Regions from separate parts of the Danio rerio genome. Here regions 2 and 3 are each linked to region 1. Evidence: chromatin contacts called from public Hi-C and HiChIP or PLAC-seq data. All regions are on one chromosome and are shown on one strand. Each heading gives the region's core, a stretch centred on a gene start, on an enhancer-like site or on the middle of the called end of the contact. The rest is flanking DNA. Distances are from core to core; before and after follow the strand shown. Region 1 overlaps auts2a (activator of transcription and developmental regulator AUTS2 a). Region 2 overlaps auts2a (activator of transcription and developmental regulator AUTS2 a). Region 3 overlaps auts2a (activator of transcription and developmental regulator AUTS2 a).

Region 1 (3,914 bases), core at 492-2,991:
TGGATAAACATAAAAACTAGGGATGCAACTGATCACAGTTGATCTGTGATTCGTACAGATCACAACCCACTGTTCGGAACACACAACCAGCAAATTAATACAGTTTTTTTTACTTGTAGAATGATTTTGTATGTATCGATCACAGAAAGATCGCTTCTCGTGTCATTCAAATCACAAATGGAAGAAGTTGTGGTGGTTGTGGTTCTCAGAATGTAGTGGGTTTTTTAGGTTATTAAAGGTGTTTTCTGTCACTGCTTGTTTAATGCATTCAGTGTAACCTGCACGATTGATCATTGAAAGATCAGGATCTCAACACCCATGCAACATAAATTGTAAATTATGTTGATTTGCATATGTTTATTAATTCTTCGAATCGCTGCGTTCAAATCTGAAAATGCAAAAATCAAGGAAAAAATTTAGTCTTTAGTCTTGAGATAGTAATGAAGTTACAAACAGTCAAGTAACACAAAAGCATTTGAATAACAGTTTATAGTTTTGATATAACCACTGATGTTTATGGTAAAGATTACAATCACCGTCACATGCATTTAATGATGCTTAAAAATGAAATATGTAGGCAACAATTACATTATTTAGACAATAGGTGGCGACAACCAACCATCAAAAATATGCCACTGAATAATTCTTCAAAAATGACACATCTAACAATGAAACATAGTTTTATGAGTGAATAACTGAATCCTCTACTGAAAATGAGACAAAAAATAAATATGGGTTGTACATATTATAATGTTAGATATAAACATTTAGCATCATCAGAAACAGCAGTTGTAACAGTGAATTTTTCACAGGACTGAATATTTTACTGTTTATTTTTATTCAGCTGATTATTTATTTTATTTTTAATAATATTACAGGTTTTATGTTCTGTTTGTTATAGCCAAAGGTGTCTTGCAGTACTGTTTTTGTAATAAATAGAAAGCAAATTACATTTGTCTCCTCCCCTTTTTGGCTGATCCGAAAAATAGTCCAATCCGTGACTAATAAAACCATAACGTGATCTGAAATGTGAGATTTGTGATCTGTTACACCACTAATAAAAACATAACATTTTTACATCTGCAATATTTTATTAATGCAGAAAAGTGTTCATGTAATGATCTTGGGCCATTTTGTTGCTTGGCAACAGCCTAAAGTTGAGCTAACACCCGGTCTACACTGGAAATGAGCATCTCGTCACAGCTTGACAGTCGTAGACCTATTTTATTATGATCGACAAAGCTGTTTTCTGGCCTGGTAAATGCCACTCTCATCTAACATTAGTATCTCATCTCTTACACAGACTCTCAAGGTTGTCTGTTCGCGTTGCCTTGTTCTATGCTGAGTAACCAATTGAAATGAATGATTGATGAAGTCAAAGCTTCCTGTTCTTTTTATTTTTCCTCTGAGGATCAATGAAAAACATCTTTCTTTATCTGTTTTTGTAGAAGTTATTTTACCAATCAGCTCCGCTAGCTTTCCACAAGCTAAACTAGAAGTATATCAGCAATATCGACATACTTCTGTAGATATGTCTTTTATCGTTTCTATAGAGACAGGCTGTAATTTATGGCTTGTTAAAATGTGTGTGATGAAAGATGGGCTGTAATTCATAGCGCACTGTGTTTGTAGTCTGCAGTGATGTCTCATCCCCTGACACACAAACACATAGAGGTTAACACACCATGGGCAACATCCAGATTTACTGCCCAGGGCCAGCAAACAATAGCACCACCCACTCTCAGACAGACTGCCCAGTGATGCGTGAGTGTGTGTGTGTGTCTCCTCACGTATGAGTAAGCATTGTTGTATAACCATATGATTATTGTTTTTCCAGCAGGCTTACTGTAAGTGGTTTTATTGCCACAGGGAACGGGAGTGTGTTTTAAAACAGCTTTAACTAGAGTCACACATTAGCGATGCTGGGAGGAGAGGTGGAGATGCAGTGAAAAAAATGATGAATTGGAAGTCAGACAGTCATTTAACGCTATCCATCATCTCAGGCCGTTCCGCTTGTAGTCATAACACGAACACACTCCTACACTCTCTCTCAATCTGTCCCTCTCTCTCAAAGAGGTCATTCCGAGGTTGTTCCCAAACCCCAGAGGTTGAAGGACTAAAGTAAATTCATCCATCTTGGTGACTGGAGGAAAGAGAGGAAGAAAGAGGGGCCAGGGAGACAAGAGACATTGTGTAAACACTGCTATATCCGACATGCCATGCTAAACGCAGGGAGTCTGGAAGCCATCAAGCTAAATAAAGGTCAAGTACAAACATTTAAATGGGCCACACTCCAGAGATAAAAGTATCGCCTACTGAGGGCCACAGGGCAACTGCTAGCAATGCTTTTTGACTTCTTCATCAGAGATGAACTGGGAAAAGTTTCTTGAATCACTCGTCGCGTCACCGGTAATCTTTGCCGTTTATAACATACACATTATCATGTAAATAAATACACGATATTCAAACATTAACAATTTTCAATCACTGGAAGTTTAGAAAAGATACTAGTTGTTATTTCTGCTTAATCTTAAAAGTCTGTATTTAAAATATCTGGTAGTGGACAGAAGGTAGTTCACAGACATAAATGAACGACAAACTGAAATTCATGCTGTGGTCGAAACACAGTGTGATGAATAATCACATAAGCTTTTGGTTACTGTTTCCTCTGTGATGACCATTTATTTTGTTTTTTCTCCCCTCATTTTCTTTCTTTTCAGCTATAAATTTTATATAATTTCCCAGATCTTTACATTTTTTTTGTTGAGGTATGCATATGGAAGTTAGAGTGTGCACAGTGCATTCACACAGAAGGTGGTGAGAGCGTCAAAGTTCGCTCTGGTCACCCTGGTGACAACGCTGTCTGCTTTCACAGCTCTCGGTACGAGAGCGTCAAAATTCACTACATTGATGTCGTATTTAAAGGAGCCATTGCAGCATATCAGCAAATCAGTTACATTTCCACATTAAACATGCTTTCTAGCTTGAAAATGTTGCGCACTTCTTACCAAATTTATTTAACAATGGAAGGTCAAGTTGCATGTGCTGTGGCTTTGCTCCACTTATCCAATATGTGTCCATATGCCTGAAATATTCTGAAGCACCAATACTGCTTTGTACTGTCACATGAGATTCCCGCTTTTTTAAAGAAAAAAATATAACATTAATGCACATCAGTAACTCGCCAGTAACACTTTTTTAATGTATGTCCCTGTAAGAAAACATTGTAAATAATTGGATTGGATTGGTTCCATTGGGAACAACTGTGGTCGGAATCAAAGTTCACAGTGACTGTGATCTCTGGACTTCTCTCAAGCGGTGGACTTTTACCCTCCGATTGCTTGCCGCCAAACCACGTCATAGCTAATTACCATAAAATTCATTCAATTTTAACTCTCCTCGACGCCCACAACGAAGAAGACGTGCTGCGCTGCTTATCGATACTAGCTCCCCGGCTCCTTTGACACTCTTGCCGCTTTTGGTGTGAACGCACAGTAAGAGATATGGCAGAATGATTTAACCTGGAATCAAAATCCTAATTAATTCAACATTTTAACTTGATTACAATTAATAAACAATTATTTTATTTATTTATTTAATGTTTTTATGTAGTTTATGTGCGCGGGTATGAGAAGGCTGCATCGGACCGTATGCATGTGCTTGGCATAAGTATAATATCAGAATAAAATAATTAATATAAATCATAACAGAAGTATAAATTAGCCTTAACAGAGCAGGGTGGCGTGACTCCACACATGAAGACCTGGAAAAATTTGATTGCTTATAGTTCTGTGCATATTTGTCAATTTCAGTTACTTTTTAATTAATCGCCCAGCTCTAGTAAGAGAGTCCTCTGGACAGTCGGTGATCCACTTAAAAAGGTTTCATAGAAACGTGTGTGATCATTGGATAAA
Region 2 (3,914 bases), core at 1,015-3,514, 330 kb before region 1:
TTGATGGATAAGCTGGTGGTTCATTGCGCTGTGGCAACCATAGGTTAATAAAGGGACTAAGCTGAAAAGAAAATAAATAAATGAAAATTGACCATGTTTAAACTGTGAAGCTGTGTGCAAGAAGGGGCTTTTTTGTCTCAGAACTTTTTTACATTGGCCCCAATATGCGTGTGTTTTTCTTTCCTGCCTTTATTGAGTCTATTATTGAGTCTATTCTATTGTACACTCTGGAGGTCTGTCTCTTAAAAAGAGGAATAGACTGAGTCAGATTATTTGGTGGTCTAACAGGTTGATTGGTGAATCAGTTGACTTTTGAATTCCAGATAGCCCAGGACATTAGAAGCTTTAGCTCTCATCCCCTGAGAAGTTTAACCTACTCTCTTCCAGTTGAAAGTTTCAGATGCTGTAGAACAAAACGTTACAGGAATAGCTTTGTTTCATCATCAGTTGACACTCTGAATAAATTGTAATATTTTATAAAGTATTTTTTTTTTTACATGTACAGTTTTTTTGTGTGTATATGTGTGTGTGAACATGTGTATGTGTGATTTAATTGTTTGTATCAAATGTCAAATTGATACAGTCCACTGAACTGAACTGAACTGAACTAAATTGCTAAATTGCTACATATTTGGATCAATTACATTTTATTTTATTTTTTGTCCAAAATAATTGAACCGAATTTTTGAATGTTTTTTAATGGTTATTTTTATATATTAAAATGTTATTATTATAGTAACACTTTAAGGTGTCCCTTTTACAATTTATAACAAAAACAAATTAGATAAACATGCATACAGTGTGTCACATGCACTGTATATAACATTTATTCTGTTTTGTTTTTTTCAGCAGCATGTTTGGTTCATAGATTTTTAAATGAACTGTTTTTACAGACTATCTGGAGGGGGCTTTTAGACTAATCAAGTAATAAGTTGTAGTAATTGTCGGCTGGAAGGGCATCCGCTGCGTAAAACTGTGCTGGATAAGTTGGCGGTTCATTACGATGTGGCGACCCCGGATTAATAAAGGGACCAAGCCGACAAGAAAATGAATGAATGAATAACACTTCTTGTGTTTTTTGGGGGGACAACTTAATTGTTTCATGTTCATTCCACTTCAACTTCATATTGTCCCAACACAAATCGATTATGTGCAACCAAGCATTTTTTACAGTGTATTTAAACTTGTCATTGCTTTTTAGAGTCATTGCGTACATCCCTACCTAAAATAATCCTCTAACATTTTTTTTTACATGATTTATAAGTCTTTATAATTTATAATCTTACATGAAACTTTGTCTTAAATTATTATGTTTTCTTTGAAACAACTTGTATATTGACGTAAACAAGGCTAGATGGAAAGAAAAAAAGCCTTTGATACTTATTCTCACTGCATATTAATTATTAATCTCCAGTAATCTTTAGGATATTGCACTTTGATTACATACTATAATGTTTTATGTAAAGCTTGATAATGGGAAAATCAAATGTGTACAACGTGTTCCAGAAGTTTTTGCATGATTTATTAGACTATTTCATAGTCTTATAATAACATGCAACTTCTTATTTTATGTTAATAGAGATAAATTGACTTAAAAAGTGAGTAAACATGTTGTAAACGTGATTTAGTTGAATTTAATTAAACAAGTGATTAAACTGTGCTGTTTTGAAAGTGATTAGTTGACCTTACCTAAAAAAAAGAAGAGCAAACCTGTTACCTTAAATTATTAAGTAAATATGCATAATTAGGTCAAGTCAACTTGCAGGTTACAACAGGTTTGCTCTTCTTTTTTTTAAGTAATTTCCGTAAAATCCCTTTTAAATGTCTAAAATAAAATCCCATGTTCATTGGAGAAAAATCTGAAGAAAAATTACATCCTATATACCTAAATATGCAGTGAAAGGTTAGTTCCATCTCATGTTAATTATGCAGTAAAAACCGACTTTTTCCTCCCTTACTTGGCTCTCTCTGCTCTAAAGGGTAGCCAAGGCCACGTTTAACTTTCTTAGTGGTGTCATAACGCAGTAAATCCTGATTTGTCAGAGGCAGTAAAAGAGTTATCTGGAGGAGCTGTAAATCATGTTTAGCTCAGCCGACTGCAGCTTTTTACAGACACCTCTTTAAGTGTGCCGAGACGATATGATAAGAGATTCAGGCGTCTGAATACAAGCAGCGAACATCTTCAACGCATAACTCTTAGCCATACGCTACATCCTCTTCCATGGTGTTTACACAGCTTGTCATGCCGATATCAGTCACTCGCAGGGCATTCAATCTTATCAGCCCAGGCCAAGGTCCAGAGACATGCGTGATGTGTTTGTTTTCACCCCTCATTAGATGTAACAAAGCTTAATTAAGCCTCACTTATCTCCCAGACGTGCCATTCACGACCATGCCATTGATAGAGGCGGAAAAAACCTACGTATGCATATTTTTCTACACGACTGCATCTCTGGAGGATGTTTGTAGAAGACTCATCCTGGAATCATAGAACAGAAGGGGTCAAACAAACTGATAAAAGAAAAGCACCGATGCGAAGCATGCTGTTTCCAGTCTATCGCTTTGATGGTACAAGGAAATGTTTTTGTGCTCTATTTTAACCTAATTATTAACCTACTTAATCTTAATTTATCTTATCTTAACTTTTATTTTATCTTAATGTCTTTTTAAAATGCTTATTACTGCACACTAAAAAATGCTTGGTTGCTTCAATTTAAAGTTGAGGGAAATATGGACAAGTCTAGTTATTGGGTTAAGCATTTCTTTTAAAGACGTCCACTGTCATGTTGGAGTGATGTAAACACAATACTTATTTTTTTCTTATTTCCTGACGTTAAAATAGTAATTTTGAGGCCCGCCGCAATGTGACGTAGGAGTGTGGTTTTTCCCGCCCACTGAATTGAGTGACAAGCACCATGTTTCTATAATAACATGTACACACACATCCACAGAACATTTTTTTGCAAAGAAACTGGGATTAAAATATCTGTTTAAAACGTTTTAAAAACAGAGCATGTTTGTAATAAAGACAGTAAAATCTGTATGTTACTCTTCACCGATATAATCACTACGGCCGCATGGTGTTAGTAAACGTGCATATGTGTGTGTGTGTGTTTGTGTGTACTGCAAATGCCATTTGTGTGAGACTCATCATTTCAGAAAGACTTGAATAAACTCCACCACAAATACATGAAATAAACTTACTTAGTATTTTTGACCAATGAGCTGTATTTCAGCTTCATCCAAATCTTTCTCTGTCACTGACTGCTGTTTATCTGATGTAATGCAGGAGAAGCAGACACACACACGGGAACGGTGGACGAGGAGAAGCAGCTCATTTGCATTTAAAGCCACTGGCTTTAAATGCAAACATCTTTAAATTTAAATTTAAACATCTACACTGTACTCAAACACCTAAATGGGCAAATTCTGGAGGCTACAATAAATAATCTGATGGGTATTTTGAGCTGAAACATTACAGACACAATCTGGAGATATTAAAGGCTTACATTACATCTTGTAAAAAAGGTAAAATAGGTGCCATTGAAAAATGTGGGTATTTTACCCAGTTCGGCTTGAAACAACATACAACTAGAACATTATTTGCTTTTGTGACATGCATCTAAAATATTTTAATGCATGGCAATCCATTTATTATCACTTATATGTTTGACCCTGAACCACAAAACAACAGCAGATTCAAACTAATATTTTTAAAATGAGCTAAATCAACACAATTCTTGATGTTTTTTTGTGATAACTTAGATGGATGTACATACTGTATGGATGGCAATGATTGATTATTTGTATGCGAGAAATCACAAGAATATTAAGCAATGTCCATGTTTCTTGAAGTTTATTTTTGTAGATTTTCTACTGTAAATATATAAAAACATATTTTTTGATTAGTAAAA
Region 3 (3,914 bases), core at 572-3,071, 270 kb before region 1:
TTTAGGTATGTAAAGTGTAAGAGGCAAAACATTAGTAATTTTTTTAATACTCTCTCTCTTTCTCTCTCTCTCTCTCTCTCTCTCTCTCTCTCTCTCTCTCTCTCTCTCTGTATATATATATATATATATATATATATATATATATATATATATATATATATATATATATATTTTTTTTTTTTTTTTTTTTTTCATCATTCATTTTCCTTCAGCTTAGTCCCTTTATTCATCAGGAGTCGCCACAGCGGAATGAACCACCAACTTACCCAGAATATGTTTTACACAGTGGATGCACTTCCAGCTGCAACCCATTACTGGAAAACATCAATATACACTTATTCACACACATACACTACGGCCAATTTAGTTTATTCAATTCACCTACAGCGCATGTCCTTTGACTGTGGGCGAAACCAGAGCACCCGGAGGAAACCCACGCAAACACGGAGAGAGCATGCAAACTCCACACAGAAATGGCAACTGGTTCAGTCAATCCATATATTTATTATTTCTTTTACAATGTCTTCAATATCTTTCAAACTGCAGAAATGTCAATAAATATCACTTTGTTAAACTGCAGAATTAAAAAGTCGACAGAGCAAAGATCAAGTTCCCATTATGCATTTCATGTCCATAAATAAACCATAAAAACACATGTGAATCACTAAATACAGAAACTGTTAATGGACAGATTTTTCTACAGTGAACGTTTGTGATTTACCAAGAAAAGTTTGGTGAAAGCAGACGGCAGCTGACTTACTTACAGTACATAACCTTACATAATTGTGTCATATTTACAGAAGTTACATTTTTATTTCCTTACTAACACTTTATATTTTATTAATTTTGAAATATTTCCTCGATTTGTTAACTACAACACCTTTACTAGAGCCATTTACTAGCACACCACCCTTGAATCCAGTCCAGTAAAGCATTATCCAGTCATTCACCAACTAACCTTGTTCTATTCTTCTCCAAATTCCTCTTCCTTTCACCCACAGATGGAAGGAATGGAGTTAGACAGAAACAGACAAAAACTGCTGGCAGGGACTAGATTGTCTCATTCTCTTTGTCTTCTTTTCAGATCAGAGTGTGTATTGTAATGCCATTTAAATGCTCGTCGTTTCCTCTACTTTCTTTTTTCAGATAGCTTGGAGGAATCTCTCTCTTGCTGTCGTTCTCTCTCCGTCTCCCTTTAGTGTTAAGGTCAGTTCATCATAGTGAGTTGAATAAGTGGAGCCTGAGGGAATCTTAACAAAGGTCTTATTCTGATTGGATAATGACAGCACGGGGCCCAAGGAGCAAGAGAAATCGCTAGTTGCCATAGCAATAAGAGACCAATGTGGGTACCATATTCTGAATGTGCAAGAACGCCGCAGAAAGACAGAGAAAAAGAAAAGATTTTTATTTTGACTCCTGTATAGACTGCATATTTTCGTTGGCACTCACACACTCAGTCAGAATGAAAAGCACCCTTACCCTCCAAGTTGTCATATACATTGCTTTTCACAGAAAATACCTCGCCCTAGCTAAAATAAACGCAACCTTGCCCACCAGGATACAGGCATCAGTCGCTTTCATAAACACCAGCGCAAGCTCACTTCTCCTGGGCCTACAAATCACCCTGACCTGGAGCCTCTGTGTGTGTGTGTGAGCTGCCACAACCCTATTCCCCAAGCCTATGTTGTAAATATACCAGACTTCTTTCTCCTCCTGACGTTTTTTTTCTTCCTCTCGCTTGTTTGGCTTCCTCAGAGGCAACTCATGTTTTCACTCCTTAATGATCCTTCCTTATGATGGATAGAGACTGCCTTGCTCAGGCCAAGTAGCACCGCCGTGTCTTCAGCAGAACCAGGTGCTGACGGAAAGGCTGTGTGAGGTTCTCCTGGGATGAGAGAAAGTGGGAGGAGATGTTGGAAAGGTCTCGAATTGTGAGGTTGTAGGCCTGGTTACTCTCCATTTCTCTTCTCAAAGCGTGGAGGAAACTGTACAGCACTGCCAATCAAATCGGTCTCTGTTGTGCTGGATCTGCAACATTGACTTGTGGCTGCTGCTGTTTTAGAAATGCAGTGAGCTGCAACAAGGGGGCGCATGAAGTTATAGTTTATTTTGAAAAATAATCGCATCTGATGAATGGTTGCTACTGTATAAAACTTTTGTGAATTTATGTATAACTCACATTTTATTTTTTTCATTCAAACATAAGTAAGGGATAATCATTGGCTTTCTGTTCCTTAAAAGATTTTAATGCAGGATGTGGAGGCGGAGGACCACATAACGCAGCGGAGAACAAATAATACACCTGAGAACAAATAATAGTTTCACAAGTCCAAATAATGACCGTTAGATAGACACAAGATTAATTATATATCACGTTTTAAACATCAGAGATGCAAGAGATGACTAATATAAAGCTTCGCTCACGGGGGAGCTGTTGGCAGAGCTGCCGCTGAGCGACTGGAGCTCAAAGTCGAAATTTTTAAAACCTCGATATTCTTATACATAAACTGCCAAGTTAACTTTAAAATAACTATATTCTTGCTTGAAAAACTTGCTTCTTGCTTGATTTTGTGGCATAATTGATATGCATTTTTCTAATTTTGTGGATTTCCCGTCCACCATTAACAGTTCTTATTGGTTTCCTGTGCAACACATGCGATTTGCTAAGGTAACTCCAAACCTTTGAGAGAAGCACATTTATTTCGAACTGTAATCAAAACTGACTGGAACTATCTGTGAGTTTCAACAAAATAAGGCACACCCTCCAGCCAATCAGAATCAAGAATTTCACCAGACCATGGAAAAATGTTAAATAAGCCACTGGTATAAAAGTTTTCTATTATACCAGTGGCTTATTTTACATTATTGTACATTATATAAAATGTTTGTTGTAGAAGTTAGTTTTTTGTGAGTATGTCTTTGTCAAGCCCGCTCACCAGTGTAGAGCACACTCCGAATTGCACAATGTTTTGCAAGAAGTATAGGCTGCTTATATGAAGATGTCTGGTGCATGTGGAGAGGAAAAGTGTGTGGTGTCTACAGGAGGTTTGTCAAACCCACTCACCTCTAACACACTAAGAATTGCAGAATGTTTTCCTAGAAACAGGGTATATTGATATGAAAGTGTCTGGTGCATACAGAGAGGTGAGAGTGCATCACCTACTGTAAAGGTGGTTTGGATTTTAGTCTTCAGCTCTCTTTCGATAAAATATTTAATTGCTTAATGCATAAATTTAAATGGAACTGTTATTTCATTCATTCATTCATTCATTCATTCGTTCGTTCGTTCATTTATTTTCTTTCAGCTTAATCTCTTATTTATCAGGGATGAAATCAGCAAATTATATACTTTTGGCAAAACATTTTAATACATACAACTCTATTGCTAGGTTCACACAACATCACGTTTCTTATGTTATGTTATTTAACTGATTTTGTGATTTTTACTTAAACTAATTGTTTGTCATGCTGTGGACAAGTACCATCCCTGCCTTTAAAGAGATAGTTCACTCAAAAATGAAAATCCTGTCATCATTTACTCAGTCTTTACATTCCAAACCTGTTTGAGTTTCTTTTTTTCCCGGTTGAACACAAAGGAAGGTATACTGAAGAATGTTGGGGAGAAAAACACCATTGACTTCCATAGAATGTTTTATTCATACTATGAATGTTAATGGGTGCTAGTTTCCAACTGTCTTCAGAATATATTGCTTTGTGTGCAACAGAAGAAAGACGTTTTTTAAAACGTTTAAATGGTAAGAAGATTTTTATTTTGCGGTAAACTACTGGAGGGAAATAAGTATTCAACACATCACAATTTTTTCAGAAAACATATTTCTAAAGGTGCTGTTGACGTAAAATTTTTACCAAATGTTGGTAAAAAAAAAAAGCCATGTATGCAAAGAAAACGATAT

Evidence for each region. Hi-C and Micro-C count contacts between places; a contact is called where the count stands out from the background. HiChIP or PLAC-seq counts read pairs in DNA pulled down with a chosen protein or histone mark.
Region 2: a Hi-C map of embryo shows a contact between it and region 1, with 2.8 times the contacts expected there. The contact joins two enhancer-like sites. A contact is called at or near these places in 5 of 18 Hi-C or Micro-C datasets (caudal fin, embryo and fibroblasts) and 2 of 4 datasets of contacts at active chromatin or transcription factors (caudal fin and embryo).
Region 3: an H3K4me3 HiChIP or PLAC-seq map of embryo shows a contact between it and region 1, with 5 times the contacts expected there. The contact joins two enhancer-like sites. A contact is called at or near these places in 2 of 4 datasets of contacts at active chromatin or transcription factors (caudal fin and embryo).

Annotation. Positions count from the first base shown.
Region 1 is chr10:32,127,073-32,130,986 of GRCz12tu, reverse strand. The region is part of intron 9 of auts2a (activator of transcription and developmental regulator AUTS2 a); the gene reads left to right. Among named protein-coding and RNA genes, the nearest start is that of cxadr, 120 kb to the right of the region's middle. Within about 2 kb of position 1,741, at least 8 of the 62 cell types and tissues checked have an H3K27ac peak or open chromatin away from gene starts, as enhancers often do.
Region 2 is chr10:32,453,246-32,457,159 of GRCz12tu, reverse strand. The region is part of intron 6 of auts2a (activator of transcription and developmental regulator AUTS2 a); the gene reads left to right. Among named protein-coding and RNA genes, the nearest start is that of auts2a, 400 kb to the left of the region's middle. Within about 2 kb of position 2,264, at least 10 of the 62 cell types and tissues checked have an H3K27ac peak or open chromatin away from gene starts, as enhancers often do.
Region 3 is chr10:32,397,543-32,401,456 of GRCz12tu, reverse strand. The region is part of intron 7 of auts2a (activator of transcription and developmental regulator AUTS2 a); the gene reads left to right. Among named protein-coding and RNA genes, the nearest start is that of cxadr, 390 kb to the right of the region's middle. Within about 2 kb of position 1,821, at least 7 of the 62 cell types and tissues checked have an H3K27ac peak or open chromatin away from gene starts, as enhancers often do.